Linked DNA regions of Mus musculus: all the other regions are linked to region 2. Evidence: chromatin contacts called from public Hi-C data. All regions are on one chromosome and are shown on one strand. The core of a region is the stretch at or near the end of the contact, and the rest is flanking DNA. Distances in the headings are between cores, read along the strand shown.

Evidence for each region. A called contact is a pair of places that touch in the nucleus more often than the background predicts.
Region 1: a Hi-C map of the N1E-115 cell line shows a contact between it and region 2, with 2.3 times the contacts expected there. The contact joins two enhancer-like sites. A contact is called at or near these places in 2 of 484 Hi-C or Micro-C datasets (the N1E-115 cell line and nephron progenitors) and 1 of 9 other capture datasets (embryonic tail).
Region 3: a Hi-C map of the N1E-115 cell line shows a contact between it and region 2, with 4 times the contacts expected there. The contact joins two enhancer-like sites. A contact is called at or near these places in 1 of 484 Hi-C or Micro-C datasets (the N1E-115 cell line) and 1 of 115 datasets of contacts at active chromatin or transcription factors (a beta-TC-6 cell line).

The regions. Positions count from the first base shown.
Region 1 is chr12:53,887,496-53,890,371 of GRCm38.p6, forward strand. The region is part of intron 5 of Npas3 (neuronal PAS domain protein 3); the gene reads left to right. Among named protein-coding and RNA genes, the nearest start is that of Gm35614, 57 kb to the left of the region's middle. Within about 2 kb of position 1,381, at least 26 of the 459 cell types and tissues checked have an H3K27ac peak or open chromatin away from gene starts, as enhancers often do. A contact at or near this core is called in the N1E-115 cell line, where this site is marked.
Region 2 is chr12:53,752,274-53,755,045 of GRCm38.p6, forward strand. The region is part of intron 4 of Npas3 (neuronal PAS domain protein 3); the gene reads left to right. Among named protein-coding and RNA genes, the nearest start is that of Gm35614, 78 kb to the right of the region's middle. Within about 2 kb of position 1,273, at least 25 of the 459 cell types and tissues checked have an H3K27ac peak or open chromatin away from gene starts, as enhancers often do. A contact at or near this core is called in the N1E-115 cell line, where this site is marked.
Region 3 is chr12:53,965,900-53,968,984 of GRCm38.p6, forward strand. The region is part of intron 6 of Npas3 (neuronal PAS domain protein 3); the gene reads left to right. Among named protein-coding and RNA genes, the nearest start is that of Gm35614, 140 kb to the left of the region's middle. Within about 2 kb of position 1,487, at least 3 of the 459 cell types and tissues checked have an H3K27ac peak or open chromatin away from gene starts, as enhancers often do. A contact at or near this core is called in the N1E-115 cell line, where this site is marked.

The DNA of each region.
Region 1 (2,876 bases), core at 131-2,630, 140 kb after region 2:
TGCCCAAGAAGCCCCAGAAGAAGTGCGGCTGTTACCAATTTCCCACTCTTCGTTCCTTCAGTGTTTCCCATCTCTCAACTCAACCTCCAGGGATGAAGACATTAGCTACTTTCTGCAGCTTATTTACTCCCTGACACTTTACTTCAGCCTGCCAAACTCAGGGGCCAGCTGTGGTCTTGACTTTGTAAACTCGACTGATCCACTGGGAGATAAACCAGAAAGTAGATGGGTTTTGTAGCAGCCACTAAACCCTGGCAGGGCGAAGTGGCATATGTTTCATATGAACTAATAGAACAGGGCTCTACTGCCTCAGCCTTCTGAAAGTGGTTCTTGGCATTTTTTTTTAAATGAGCAAATTTATATTCATGTGGCCATCAGCCAAGGTCCAAATCAGGGCAGTGCCTTACAGAGCACTCTGGAAGTGGAAAGGCGGCAGGGAGGAAGAGAGAAAGTGACTTCAGAAGACCAGAGTGGTTCCGAGCTTAGCAGTTGTCATGGCCTGGCTGGAATTACGCTCTTCCTGGTTCTGCGCAGTCTCCCTGAAAGCCGTGGTGAGGGAGATGCTTCCTCAGTTCCAAGCAATTGCACCACTGAGGAGAGGCACCCGGGCTTTTCCTGCCCCCGAAGTCTCACTCAGCGCTGAGGGCTGAGGTTAAAGCAACCCTTTAAAACCCGGAACTATTTTTGTTCAGGTACGTGGTATGATTTGCTGGTGGTGACAACTGATCTGACAATGACCAGTGATTTAGGCCTACCTCTAATAAGTGAATTAATCTGAGCTAAAACATAGCGATCTGTCATGTTTCGAGATACCTCAACATCTGGCTGCCTTGTCCCCTGTCAGCTGAGTTTGTCCTGTGCAGATCTTCTGTCAAGTGAGGAAAAGAACCGTGGGTAGAAAATTACATGGCAGGTTTAGAGTTAGTGATGAATTTTCCTCCCAACGTGCCAGCTGTGCCCGCAACACTATTTTTTATGGCATTAATCAAATATCTCGCCTGCAGCACCTTCACTTTCCCAAAGGCTAAAAAATGAATCTGTCAAAAAATTTCACTGGGATTTGCCAACAGCTTTTCTAAGCTCAAACGCTAGTCCAGGCACCTTAGAAGTTTGAGTAAGGCTTTTAGGGATAGCCTTGGGGAGTTAAAAGCTATATAGGGTAATTTTCCTTTACACTAAACAAAACAAAACAAAACAAAACAAAAATCGAAACCTCCATTGCAGCTAGGGTGATCAAGTCTGGAAAAGGGCCAGCCACTCAAGCATTATTAATGCATTCCATTTACTGACTCATAGCAAAGGACTCTTTCTTTAAGTTCGAATTTTGAAGCCAGAAAGGTACAAAAGCAATCAAAGGCTATGGAATGAAGTCATCGTTGGCCCATCCAGAAAGAAGAGCCCATATTAGGAAGAAACAGAACAAGCCACATTCCCACATCCCCACCAAGCTGCCCACAGTTGAAAGCATTTGCTGGGACTCGGAACTGAGAATCTGAGGAGATTTTACTACATGTTTCTTTTGCTATCTCTTTTGAAAATAAACATGGCGCATTTATTTGGGGCCCGTCAGAAATCAGATGTCCTCTTGTTTTGCAGAATTAATAGAGATTTTATCTGACTACTGATAACCCAAGATTTACCCTGAATGAGTGAGTGGAAGTTCATGTTGGCTTACCTGAAGTGTGTGTTAAATCCTAGACTCAAAGCCTGTGTCCGATTCCACATCCTGGGAAGGTGATCTTACAGACACCTCTACCCCTTTGATTATTGCTTACAAGGCAAAGGCAGATTTTTTTTTCTTGCCGTATGGGTAAAGCGAGAGGTATCTAAATGTCTTTATCTTTTCACTTCCATGTAACATCTTTAATATTACTAAGCACTTAAAGGAAAAATGGGTGAGACACCCTCTCTCCACTAGTAACTGAGTCATATCGATGAACTAAGAATAGTAGACACTCAATAGATGTCAGTGGAATAAATGAAGTCTTTGGATAGGAAACGGAGAGAAATAAAGGACAGAAACTAGACCACCCATTCGGAGCAGAGAGCCAGTCTGTACATGTTTGCTGCACTTTCATCTCATGGGCATCTCGATCCCCACTCAACATATTTTACTAAAAGGTTTCCCTGCAGTTAAAATCAGTGGATTTGCCACAGTTTCTAGAAGCTATTTAAGTGTGGCAGGATCTTGAGGGGGGTTACTTTTCTACTGAGTGCAATCTGGATTAGTGCAACTTTGAAGGGCAAATCAGACCTTCCACAACTGAAGGAAGTTCACAGAGGTCTAAAACAATGGTTCCCGACCTGTGGGTTGTGACCCCCTGGAAAACGTCTATCTCCAAAAGCATTTTCATTATGATTCACAATACTAGCAAAGTTATGAAGTGCTTCTCTGTTCCACTGGACATCGTGCCCTTTGATTAATAACCATTATCTGAAACCTTTAGGCTCAGTTTTTTAACTGCTTCTAAATGTTTAGAGTCAGGAAGCTCATAGTTCTCCTTCCTTAGACTCAGCCTTCAGTCTTTGTCTTTTGTGAATCAGTAAATTAGCTCTATAGATTATTTGAAATTTTTCATATTTGCTAACATTTTGATCTGCCACCTGTAGATGATCAGTTACAATGAAAATTTATCATGAAATTCAATGCCTACTACATTGGCTTGTACCTTTGGATTTTGGGTCATATTATAAAACTCATTACTAGAAGCATTTCTGTGTTCCTGACATAGATTAGAAGCCTAGCCTGATATTGCTTGTCTTTGAATGTATACTTAATGTATATGAAATAAGACAAGACTGGGATGATTAAAAAAGAAACAAAGAGTACCTCAATTAAATGTACTTTAGCATTCTAAAGTAATTTCTTTTAGTAA
Region 2 (2,772 bases), core at 23-2,522:
ATATTAAGAGTGGCAGTACAATAAAACTAGTCACCCCCAAAGGAACTCCTAGTCCTGTGCCGTTCCACCAAGCTCTAAAGCCATGGTTTCAAAGCGTTGCTGCCAGTCCCTGGGGCTTACAGCCCAGTTCCTATAGGAGCTGGCACCATCAAAAGAGCAGTGTGGCTCTGTGGCGCTTTTCCCGCTCAGCCCTCCATTTTCACAAGGGCCAATCAATAGTTCTTGATCTCCAATTTTGTGCGAAAACTCTGTTTGTGCTGAGCCCCGCTGGCAGCCACTTCGTTGCCAGCTCCCTCTTCCTGAAACAAAAGGAATGTGTTCTTCCTTTCAACAGGATGGAACTTCTGAACACATTTATTTTCTTCAATTCATGAAGAACCAGCTAGGGTTGGAGGGTTTCTGCAGTTCCTTGTGTGACTTGGAGAATGTGGATGTATGGGAAAGGCATTTCTAGCGTTGTCAAAATTATATTTGTTCCTAAACAAATGGAGTCTCTTTGCCTTCTTACCTCAGAGGCTTAAGTTGGCGTCTTCCCAAGCACAACCTTTTGGATAATAAATTCTTTCTGAAAGGAAGCACAGAGCCCGTTTGATGTTATAAATAGTGTATATAGTGGAAGGGAACGGGCCTGTAATCGCAGCACAAGGCCTGCACAATGTCTGTGGGATAAAGTGAGTCTTATTCTCTGCTCAACACTTGGGAACTTCCATTTGAAGATATATCTTAATGACCATTTTAGTAAGTCGAGGGATTTGTTTTGTTTTACCTTTTTGCTACTAATCTATTTATACTCTCTGATCTGTGGATACACATCTATGACTACAGCCAGCAGACATTTAGAGATGATTCCGTCATCTGCGGCTATCATGGGGCCACTGAGCAGGCTGCTGTGAGGCAAATTACAGGCTGAGATAAGTTCTGGAAAAGAGTAAGATCCTGTGTTCTGTGGAATTCCTAGAGAAATTCCTAAAGGAGATTTCGTTCATACCCTTCCCCTAACTTTGTCCCTCTCAATTCCTCCCTTCAGCCGGTCTCCCTCCTTCCCTATGTCCATTCAAACGCCCACCTCAGAAGAGTCACTTCTGACCAGCTTCTTTGCCCCTGTGGCCTGTTCCCTCAGGTCTCATGCTCTGATTTTGGCAGGCATTTAAAGCCCTGAAAACACGGAGCTCACTCTGTCCCTGTGGCAGTGAGACCCGGCACATCAGTGCATGTCACGGAGGTGTCAGCCCTCTACATCATAACTGCAGTTCATTTCTCAGGCTGACAGTGACGCTCCTCATGAGTAAGGATTAGAACGGGCACACTTCCAGATCGTAATTACATCAGGCAGGAGGGTGAGCAACAGCGGTCTCCCCCGCTTTGGGGGAAAGAAGGGGTGGGAAAGGAGAGGGAGGAGCGATGCTGAATTTGGCCATCTAGTGCCTCATGTGTCCCGTTTATCAAGAGATAATAGGATTAAGCTAAGCTATGGGACTTCTCTGGCTAATGCTGTCTTCAGCAGGGGTCTAATAAGGATAGATATAATTGGGTAAATGGCGAGTAAGAATGAGAAAGTACCGAGTATAAGCACAATGCTTAGGAATAAGTTATGACAAATTGGATTTTGTCCAATCTCTACGGACTTGGTTAAAAGTCTTGCATCATACACTGAATTATAAGGGGTAGCATATAGGTCTGTCTGTCTTGTGCACAATTTGGCTTCTTTGCTGCTCTTATCAGAAAACATCCAATCAGGTCAGCCCAGGTCTATCCACACCACTCACCCGAAGCCAAGAAGGAACATCCAAATGGGGTTAAAGAAACAGAGTAAATTAAGTGTCTAAAAACAAATGTGATAGAAATTAAAGTTGGTTTCCCTGACCCTTGCCCATTTACAGAATTTACCCCATTAACAGCCGAGAATTTATTTCCACTTTCTTCACCTCTCTGAGAAGAAAGCAAACATACAACACAGCCCCAAAGGAGTAATTAATTAGATCATTTGCTGACACGGATTTGAATAGTTTATTTAAATACAATTCTGTTATTTATTTATTTTACACCATTATGCAAGAGGTTGAAACTCCTGTTCTCATTTGCACTTAGCAAGAAGCTCTGAAAAAAAAATATCACAGTGAAGGAAATAAACAAAGAGCCGTTGATCAAAGGGCCACGCTGAGAGAGGCATGAAAGAAACGTCACTGGGACGCGTGTTACAGTCTTTTAAAAAAATCAAGGGTGGGTTGAGTTGGGGAGTGAGAGGGAGGACGTGACTGTTTGTTTCCTACTCCCATGGGCATAGCCTAACACACATAATTGGCTCATTGATAAGATGCCATATCAAAAGGTGGGCAAGGAAGTCTGTAGCAAGCAGGAGGATGGGTAAGGGTTGTGATGAGTACACAGAACGGCACAGGGATGGAGACAGCTTTTGAATCCTGGCTGTGGAGAACTCACAAACCCAAGAATCAATTAAAAAATAATAACTGTCCAACCTCTCGGAGACTAAAAGTTATAAAGTCTTCCCCCAAATGAAAGTATCTTTTCAAAGGCTGCAGATTCCTTCACCGTGAGTGACTGTCCTGTGTCCTCTAGAGTCCTTTCTGGAAGAATAAATGGAGCGGCAGTAGGGTAGCAGTGTGCCTTGTATACCTTAGGATGAGAGAGTGGTCTGTGGGCATTTAAATATTTTCAACCAATTTGATTTTTAAGGAAATCCAAAACGCAACAGTCATTTATGCCTAAGCCTTATTCCCCGAGGGGTTATAAGATAACTCTGACCAGTATGAC
Region 3 (3,085 bases), core at 237-2,736, 210 kb after region 2:
TCCGAGTTACCCAAATCAACTTGAAGTGCCAAGCCTCTCTCCCAGGAGCTATTTTCTCTGCCTGTGTCTAAGCTTACAGTCATGTTTCTTTTTGTAATGATACGCTCACAGACGGGTCTTTCCCTGGCTTTAGAATGCCATGTTTTTCTTTCATTTCAAGCTTCTGAAACCAACTACTACGGCCTATTAGGGTCCACAGCCCTCCAACTTGAGAATGCAGGAGACTTGTCCAAAATGAAAATCTTATCATGCCCCCTGGGTATCCATAGACATGGTGACACCATTGAAGCTTTTCTGAGATTTCTATATCATCTAACTAAACCTGAGTCTGGTGTATTGGTATACAATGTTTTTGCTAGAATTCTAATCTAAATTTGCCCTTTGGCAGCTTGGAGTCACATAGCCAGAAACTAGAGGGCACCTGGGATAATCTGGGAAAGCAGATGAACTTTGTCTTTGATCGGGGTGATCAGTACATAAGATGAGAAACACTTAGTTCTCCAGATTAGAACAGCAGGCCTTCATTTTTTGACATATACATTAATTATAAAGGATGGGAGGAAATGGGAGGCAATAAGATTATGGCACCAATTTAAACCAAATTTAAGTCCTTTAAAACCACCATTAAACAAGAAGCAACCCCATTCTCCAAAAATAACTCAATCAGAATCTTTACATGGTGTTGTCACAGGGTGATGGGAAAATAAACTAAGACTCCTAACAATTGTGGGAAAGCCTACCTTTGAATCCCAAGTTACTGCTAGCCACAACAGCTTCATGGTATCCGTCAGTGCACCACAAAACCATAGATTTTATAAAAGAAACTCACAAGATCAATAGTCCAAGCAGGGATGAGGGAGGGGCTCACAAAACCCCTCCTTTAATTAAAGAGCTAGTGGCTATTGGTGGCTGATAGAGGAAAGAAAGCTCAGCTTTCTTCAGGGATATGGACTGTGGGTGGTAGCCCATGCTCCAGTGGATGTCTCTATACCCATGAACGTATAGGAAACACTAACCAGACTAAGTAGGTTACTTTAAAAATATAATAAAAGGACATGAAGGTAAGGGGAGGAATCTTTGAAGGGGTAAATATGATCAAAATATATCATATATATACATATATATATATGTTTCTTCTGTGTCCCAATTAGATATGGACTTTAATATATGGCTGAATTAATGGTAGCACATGATACTTGAAAGAGAGAGAGTGTTGCTTTTCAGATTTTGGGCTAAGAGCACATAAATGAGAAATGTTTAGATACACTAAATAATCTGGTAAATACTTGTGTAGTCCTCACATGGTAGGGTGATTGGCCACCCTCGGTCTTGTGACTTCAATGTGTCACTGAAATGGGTAGATTATGACTGGTGACTTAAAAGACCCTCCTATTCTGGGAGAACTCTCTATACTTCTATTCTTTAAGAAGAATGCCTCTGCTGTGCTAAGTGATCTGAGGGTCTCGCCATTTACAAAGCCCCCTGTTCAGCCAGGTAGGCTCCCTGTGACGAGCTGGGACAGACCCTGCCCTGGAGCATCCAGGGCTCTAGTGAAGCACTGGCAAACCCAAATTATAATCCCAGCCAGGAGAGAACTGCAAGGCACCAAGGAACATTGATAGGATGACACCAGACTTTCCAAAATAGAGGCAAATATTTCAGCATTTTCATTCTCACTTTGTCCCAGAAGTTAGACTATAATAGTCCCTTTGAAATCATATTATTCATATATGACTTTTGGTCACCAACTGGATGATTTGTGTGCTCTTTTGAAGGGAAGGGTTAAGCCTTGGCTATATCGGCCTTCTCTCAGTAGACAACATCATAGTCAAGCTGGTTTCTGTCCAACCCTCAGAAGGTCTGTGGGTAGTACAGGTGACTTCCATTGTGGAATAATGTTATGCACCCCAAAAGGCACATTTTTTCATTCTTTTCTCCATGCTAAGTGTTCAGACCCACCTTGCTTTGTCTGGTCATTCTGAGTTAGCAATACCTTCCCCAAGACACTAGCTTTCAATTCTTCTACGTGACTTCTTTTTCTCAGGCAGGTTTCTCAAAGAAACTATATGTATTCCAGTAGAACTTCAAGAAAGAAGGTTTATAAAACTATCCACCATAACTTGCTGTTGTAAAAATGAATAGAGTTGATCTATAGTCAAGAATGACCTATAATCAATAATGAGGATTTACTAGATAAGTCAGTTATGCCATCAATCTAAAATACTATGCTGCCATTAAAAAGAGTGGCAAATGTGTGTGTGTGTGTGTGTGTGTTTTAAAACATAACATTTCCCAAGCAATAGGTGAGAGAAGGGCAAAGGGCATTACAGTTTATGTGCATTGCTGTCACTTGTGCACAGATAGAAAATATCTACTGACATCCATCATGGCTGACACAACGTGCACCCATCTTCATACATCCAGAAACACTGGGCCAGAGCTTGCCTCTGGGAGAGATTTGGAGTTAGAATGGGGAGGGAGATTTGTTTTCTCTCTATTCCCTTGGTACTATTTGAAATTTCTTGAATGTCACAGACCGTGTGTTAACTTTTATGAACATTTTAATTGTTAGAAGATATGAACATCTAAAAGCCAGTAATATATATTTAAGATAAATACCATCAATTAGAATCAAGTACGCATACAAAAGAAATCCTCCTAAAATTATTCTTTCATGTTCACCACATCCTTTTGTGATGGAAACGTCCCTGTTGAGTTAGAAATTCACGTTTATAATACACCCTGCATTTCCCTAACTGAACAAGAAGGGCTTAGAAAATAAATGAATTCCACAGGATCACCAAGCAGTCAGCCCCCACTGTACCCCCACAGCCTTGCAGACTGGATAGATGTCAGAAATGCAGCTGCCTTCATGGAGGAGGAGAAAGAACGAGAAATAAGCATATCCCCTGGCAACAAATAGTGCTTCCTGTGAAGTGGGCATGCCTAGCACATTCCATGCTGAAGTGTTTCACCTCAGCCAGAGTAATTAGAACTATAATTCAGATCTGGGATTCTTCTCCCCACCCCACCCCTCCACCCCTGAGGTTCTACAGCCTATGAAGTCAGCAGAACAGGGTTATTA